Linked DNA regions of Pan troglodytes: region 2 is linked to region 1. Evidence: chromatin contacts called from public HiChIP or PLAC-seq data. All regions are on one chromosome and are shown on one strand. The core of a region is the stretch at or near the end of the contact, and the rest is flanking DNA. Distances in the headings are between cores, read along the strand shown.

What was found. HiChIP or PLAC-seq counts read pairs in DNA pulled down with a chosen protein or histone mark.
Region 2: a contact with region 1 is called in an H3K4me3 HiChIP or PLAC-seq map of stem cell-derived excitatory neurons, with 3 times the contacts expected there. The contact joins the promoter of MRPS25 here to the promoter of NR2C2 in region 1. A contact is called at or near these places in 1 of 7 Hi-C or Micro-C datasets (stem cell-derived neural progenitor cells) and 1 of 1 datasets of contacts at active chromatin or transcription factors (stem cell-derived excitatory neurons).

What each region holds. Positions count from the first base shown.
Region 1 is chr2:18,946,634-18,949,515 of NHGRI_mPanTro3-v2.0_pri, forward strand. It overlaps NR2C2 (nuclear receptor subfamily 2 group C member 2), which reads left to right and starts at 1,421. Exons shown (of 16, transcript XR_008547215.2): 1 at 1,421-1,553. It overlaps LOC100613308 (myosin heavy chain IB-like), which reads right to left and starts at 1,653. Exons shown (of 2, transcript XM_063805454.1): 1 at 734-1,653. The coding sequence starts at 1,621. The coding sequence ends at 1,247.
Region 2 is chr2:19,067,280-19,070,161 of NHGRI_mPanTro3-v2.0_pri, forward strand. MRPS25 (mitochondrial ribosomal protein S25) reads right to left here and starts at 1,413. Exons shown (of 4, transcript NM_001251923.2): 1 at 1,137-1,413. The coding sequence starts at 1,270.

The DNA.
Region 1 (2,882 bases), core at 171-2,670:
GAAAATCTTTCTGCAAGAAAAAAATTTGACCACATTCCCTTAAGGCCTCTTCCAATTTCAAGAGCTGTGCTTTACCATGAAAAAAGCTCTTTTCCCAATTTTGCAACGTCAGAAAAAGGAGGAAGGGGAAATAGGTGTGTTTAAAACATTTTTTACCAAATAGAAATATTGTAAGATTATGGAAAAAAAAATACTAAAAGTTGGAGTCATCCTGATAAAAACCCAAATGGATACTGTGTGGGGAAAAAAGTTAACCCATCCATTCTGGAGTCAATATTTATTCTTAATAAGCAAGAAAACTGAAGAAAAAAAATCAGTATAAGATCTACAGCCTGTAGCCTAAACACTTCAGGGCATTTAGGATAAATAAGCGCCTGCACCTTCCCAGGCAAGTCAAAACCACGACATAAAACAGAAAAATATGTAAGGAAAACCTACAGCCCAAGAGTTTAAGATCAAGACAGGCCATTTTCTTCAAATAAATTTAAGCAATGCTGCTAAAAGCTGCTTTACACATCCCTATTACCATGTACTACTTCCAAATCTCGAGAAGGAGGGGCATGGAATTACACAAGATCTGGATCGTATGTTTACTAAGAAACCAAAAATTATAGGTTCTGGGGGCGTTTCAACATTTCACCTGAGATGGCCAGAACGGGCGCATCTTTAGACCTTTAAAACCTAAATTAAAAACTATCAGTACCGAGGAAGGGCCGAAGAGCTCAATACCCACCCAATATAACCCCCACTTCCGACCTACAGACGCTCTGCTGAGCGGCTGGGCGAATCCGTCGCGCCAGTCAGGGCCCGGCTTCTTCCAACAACAGACACTTTGCGAGCCTTCCAGAAGCCTTGGCTAAGCGAGAAGGCAGGGTGGAGGCCGCCACTGCGAGGACGGTCCCCACCCAGCTGCGAGGAGCTCGCGGTTCCTCGGAGGGGCGGGCCTGCGTCCGGGTAACCGTGCGCGACGTCCACGAGTTTTTAGGACGACCAGCCCTTCAGCCTCTAAGCCCCGACGCCTGCGCCATTTAAGCCACATATCCGCCCGCCCGGCCGCGGCCAAGGCCGGCGGCAGCTACGTAGCCACCGCCGCCCGGGGCCCCACAGCCCACGGGCCGGATGGACCGAGCGCCGGCTGCGGCGTTCCGGTGCGCGCGCGCGCCTCAGCCAATCGCGTTCTCGCCCGCCCCCCGCGGCGGCGGCGAGGCTGGCGCTGGGAAGAGGAAGAAGAACATTCGCCCTCCTCCTACCAGCGCGCGGGCGGCGGCGGCGGCGGCACCGGGGTCACGAACTCTGACCTTTCACTGACAAAAACAATAACAAACCCCCCCTTCTCCGCGACCCCGGCGGCGCCCCCGGGCCCGTCCCTGCCACCCCGCTCCCACCTCGGCGTCTCGTCTCTCGCCCGCTGCCCCGCGAGCCCGCGGCCCCCGGGCTCCCGCCATCCGCCGACACCGGGAGCCCGGGCTCCCCGCGCCCTGCCCTCCGCGCCGGGGGCCGCCCGCCGCAGACACGGGACCCGCTTCGAGGCCGCTTTGGCGCCAAATCCTGAGGTAAAATTGAAAGAGGGTCGGGCGGGCTCGGGCCGGCGGCGGAGGGGGCGGGCCTGGCGCGCGGACATGGAGGCGCCGCGGCGGCAGCTGAACCCGACCCTTTTACCTTTGCCACGGGGTGGCGGCGGCGGCGCCCGGCGCTTTGCATAGTGGGCCGGGCCGCTCCCCTCCCCTCCCCGCCCGCGGCCGGGCGAAGCGAGCGGGTTCCCCCTGACCGGCCCGGCCGGCGCAAGGGTGGGGGCGGAGGGGGAATGGCCGCGGCCCCGCCTCATAGTTGGCCCTCCGCCAGCGCCGCCATTTTGTTCTCGACGGAGATGGCTCCGGCTGGGCGGGCTCCCTTCCTCCTTCTCCTCCTCCTCCTCCCGCCTGCAGTCCCTTCTTCCTTCTCTCCCGGGATTTTCACCCCTCCGCTTCTAGTCCGCCTTTGGCGGCCGTCGCAGCCCAACCGCCGTTTTTTCTGAAGGGGAGGGTAAAAGAAAAGGAGGAAGGCGGGTGCGAGGCGCGACCTCGTGAGCGACGGATGGGCTGGCTAATTGGCGCCCAGATAGGAGGGCCGGGGCCTATGGCACCGCCCCCCTAAGCTTTGCTGATTGGCTGAGGCGGAAGAGGGTGGTCCTTATGGGGCGCGGGAGCCCTGGCGGGGCGGGAGTAGAGGCCGGGGCGAAGAGTGGGGCTGGGTCGGCGGGGGCGGGGCGCGAGGGGCGCGGCCGGGTGGAGAGGCCGGCGCCTGGTCTTGGGTCAGCAGGTGGGCTGCTTCCCTCCGCCGGGAACGCGTCTCGAATGAGTACTGAGGAACAATAGTAATAAAGGTGATGAAGCATTTCGAGTCCACGATGCGCTCTCGTGGGAAGAGGTTTTCGGAACCAGGACCCTTTTCAGGGCTCCTGCTCGTTATTTCGCAGCGGCCTTGGCGAATCCCCTAATGAGGCTCAATTTTATCGACTGTAAATGGGGGGCATGCGCATTCTTGCCAGGCCGGACCTCCCTTCTGAGCATTGTTTGTGGGGCTCTACTCAGAAAATGGAGTCAACGCTACTTTGCGAGCTTCAGAGTCACTTGAAAATGGTGTTATTGTTAAAAATGGGATTACAGCCACCAGGAGAGGCAAGCGTTAAGGGTATTTGGGGTTTGAGAGAGCACAATTCGGGAGTGATTCTCTTCTCATTCGTTCGCTGAATACATGTTGACTTAGTGTTTTAGGCACTGGGGACACATCTGGAGAACCAGCTGTACAAGACCCCTGCCCTCACTAGAGTTGGGGGCTGGGGGGTGAATAGACAAATAATTCCAGAGAGTCATAAATTCTGTGAAAGAAAAGAAGCCAAATGA
Region 2 (2,882 bases), core at 163-2,662, 120 kb after region 1:
ACCAAGTCTTCCAGGAAGCCATCAAGCCAGCTGATTCCAGGCAAGCAGGTCCAAGTTATCAGATTCACCTGCGCAGAGCAAATGGCTAGGAAATGGCTTCCGGATCTCTTGAAGGGCCATGCAGTGAAGGTCCGTCACCAAGGGGACCATGCCCCACAAGAAGTTGCTCCCCGCCCCCACGCCTCATTTTGATCCAACATACACCCAAGTCCCAAAGTTTCTGCGGGCTAAGGCTGCCTCCTCCATTACTGCTGAACTCCCAGCACACAGCACACAGCCTAGCACTCAGAGTGTACTCAATAAATGTAGACTTCATACCTGCAGAGCCTAAGGCACTGCTTAGGGCTGCCTCAGGGTCAATCCAAACCTTTCACTTGCCAACTGCCATTCAATGAGTCCCTACTCTGCTCCAAGCTGAAAGAATTCCTAGGCGTTCCCTACAGTTCCTTCTAGTCGGGGTGGGGTCTGCCGCTGCACAGCTGACATAATTAATCACTTCCTTCCAAACCTTGAGTCCTGAAGGAAGCGTTTTCACTTACTCCCGGCCACACTGTACCGGCTCACCGCTCACTGGCTGGCATGCTGTCTCGTGGAGCCGCAAGTTACTTAACCTCTCTGTGCGCTTCCCCAGCCTTAGAGTGGGGATAAGCTGGGGTTTCTCTAGGCATCAGAAGAGAGAAAGCGCGAGAAGCATTCAGAACTGTGCGAGACATGATCAGTGTTCGCCGCTGTTATTTCTCTCATTTTATCCTCAGATTCGTCCTGGGGTGTCACCCCCGTCACCCCGAAAGGATCTGCGGCTGCCCCTCCCCAGCGCTTGCCTTGCTGGCCAGAGGGGCAAAGGGAACTGGTGGCCTCCCTCGGGTCAGCCTCACCCACCGCGCCGGAGGAAGGAGATCCAGGAGTGGGGTTCTTGTCCTCCGCCCCCCAAACCTCGTCACGACTGCAGCCGGCCCGGCGGGGGCCCCGCCGTCCGCCTCAGTCTGGACCTCTGTAAAATGGGGGTAACAGCGCCGACCTGGGGCGCCCGCCCCGGGGCTGAACGGCCGCCCAGAGCGACTCGGGACCTCACGTTACCAGCAGGCTGGCACGACTAGCAGGTTACGGCTCGCCAGGCCGCCGGGGCTGCGACTGACCTGGCGCCCTCGCCCAGCTCCCCGTGCGTGTTGTAATTCACTGTCATGACCTTCACGGAGTCCTTGAACACCACGTTCCCCTGGCTCAGATATTGCAGGGTGCGGCGGATGGGGAAGCGGCCCTTCATGGGCATGGCGGCAACGGCGGCGGGGCCGACCCCACGGGCCGCGAGCCGAGCAGCGACGAGAAAGGACTAGCTAGCACCCGCGCGGATCTCACGCGGCTTCTCCCCAGAGCCAGGTTCCACTTCCCGCGCAGACGCACAGGAGACGCTTCCCGGCGGGCAGCGCACGCCGCGGAGCACTCTGGGACTTGTAGGCGGCCTTCGACCCGGCGCGGCGAGAACCGGTGTGTGCATCTTCGCTTTAGGACGCCTTCCCCTTGGAAGGTTTAGGTTGTCGCGTCCTGTAAATTAGTCATTTCCCCATCCACCCACGGGAAAATATTTTTACATAGGCTAAAAGTCAGACATTGCAATAAGAAATAATCAGGAAAGCTCAGTTTGGATACCAAGTCAGCTGATAACGTCCTATTGAACCTATTGTCCATTTTTCTCCCCGAACATCTCCAGTTTTATCATGAAGAGTTCAAACTGCACTTTCTGACATTGACTTAAACTTCTTAGCAAAAGAAAAAAAGATGGTTTGGGATCAATTCCTTCCTAAATTCAGCCACTTAACTCAGGACCTCAATTTTTTCGTAAACAAACTATGGGTGAGATGTATTTCTAGGGCCAGGCGCGGTGGCTCCCGCCTGTAAACCCAGCCTTTGGGGAAGCCGAGGCGGAAGGATCGCTTGAGGTCAGGAATTCGAGACCAGCCTGCCCAACATGGCGAAACCCCGTCTCTACTGAAAATACAAAAATTAGCCTGGTGTGGTGGCAGCACCTGTGGTCCCAGCTGCTCAGAAGACTGAGGTGGGAGGATCGCTTGAACCCGGGAAGTTGCAGTGAGCCGAGATCGCGCCACTGCACTCCAGCCTGGGCGACAGAGCAAGACTCCGTCTCAAAAAAAAAAAAAAAAAAAAAAAAGATACATTTCTGAAGTACTCTTGATCTGAAAGTTATTTCTGCTTCTCTTTTGAAGAGTGATTTTGCCAGATTTAGAATTCTAGGTTAGTGTTTTTCCTTTCCCTCCCTCCCTTCTGGAGTGCAATGGTGCTATCTTGGCTCACCGCAACCTCCGCCTCCCAGGTTCAAGTGATTCTCCTGCCTCAGCCTCCCGAGTAGCCGGACTTACAGGCATGCGCCACTACACCCAGCTAATTTTGTATTGTCAGTAGAGACGGGGAATTCTCCATGTTGGTCAGGCTGGTATCAAACTCCTGACCTCAGATGATCCGCCCGTCTCAGCTTCCCAAAGTGCTGGGATTACAGGCGTGAGCCACTGCGCCTGGCCCTGGTGTTTTTCTTTCAACAATTTAAATACTTCCCTCCACTCTTTTTTTGCTTGCATGGTTTCTAACAAGTAATTAAATGCAATTACATTTATAGGTATGATGGCTTTTTCCTTTAGCTTCTTTCACAATTTTCTCTTGGTGTTTGGTTTACGGGGTTAGAATAAGGTAATGCAGATCTGTAGATGTTTTGTATTTGTCCTGCTTGGAGTTCTCTGAGCCTCCTGGATCTGTGATTTCATGTCTGTCATTAATTTTGTAAAGTTCTTAGCCATTTATTAGTTCAGGTATTTATTCTTCACTCTTTTCTCTTTCTAGTATTGCAGTTAAATGCATTTTATGTCTTCTGG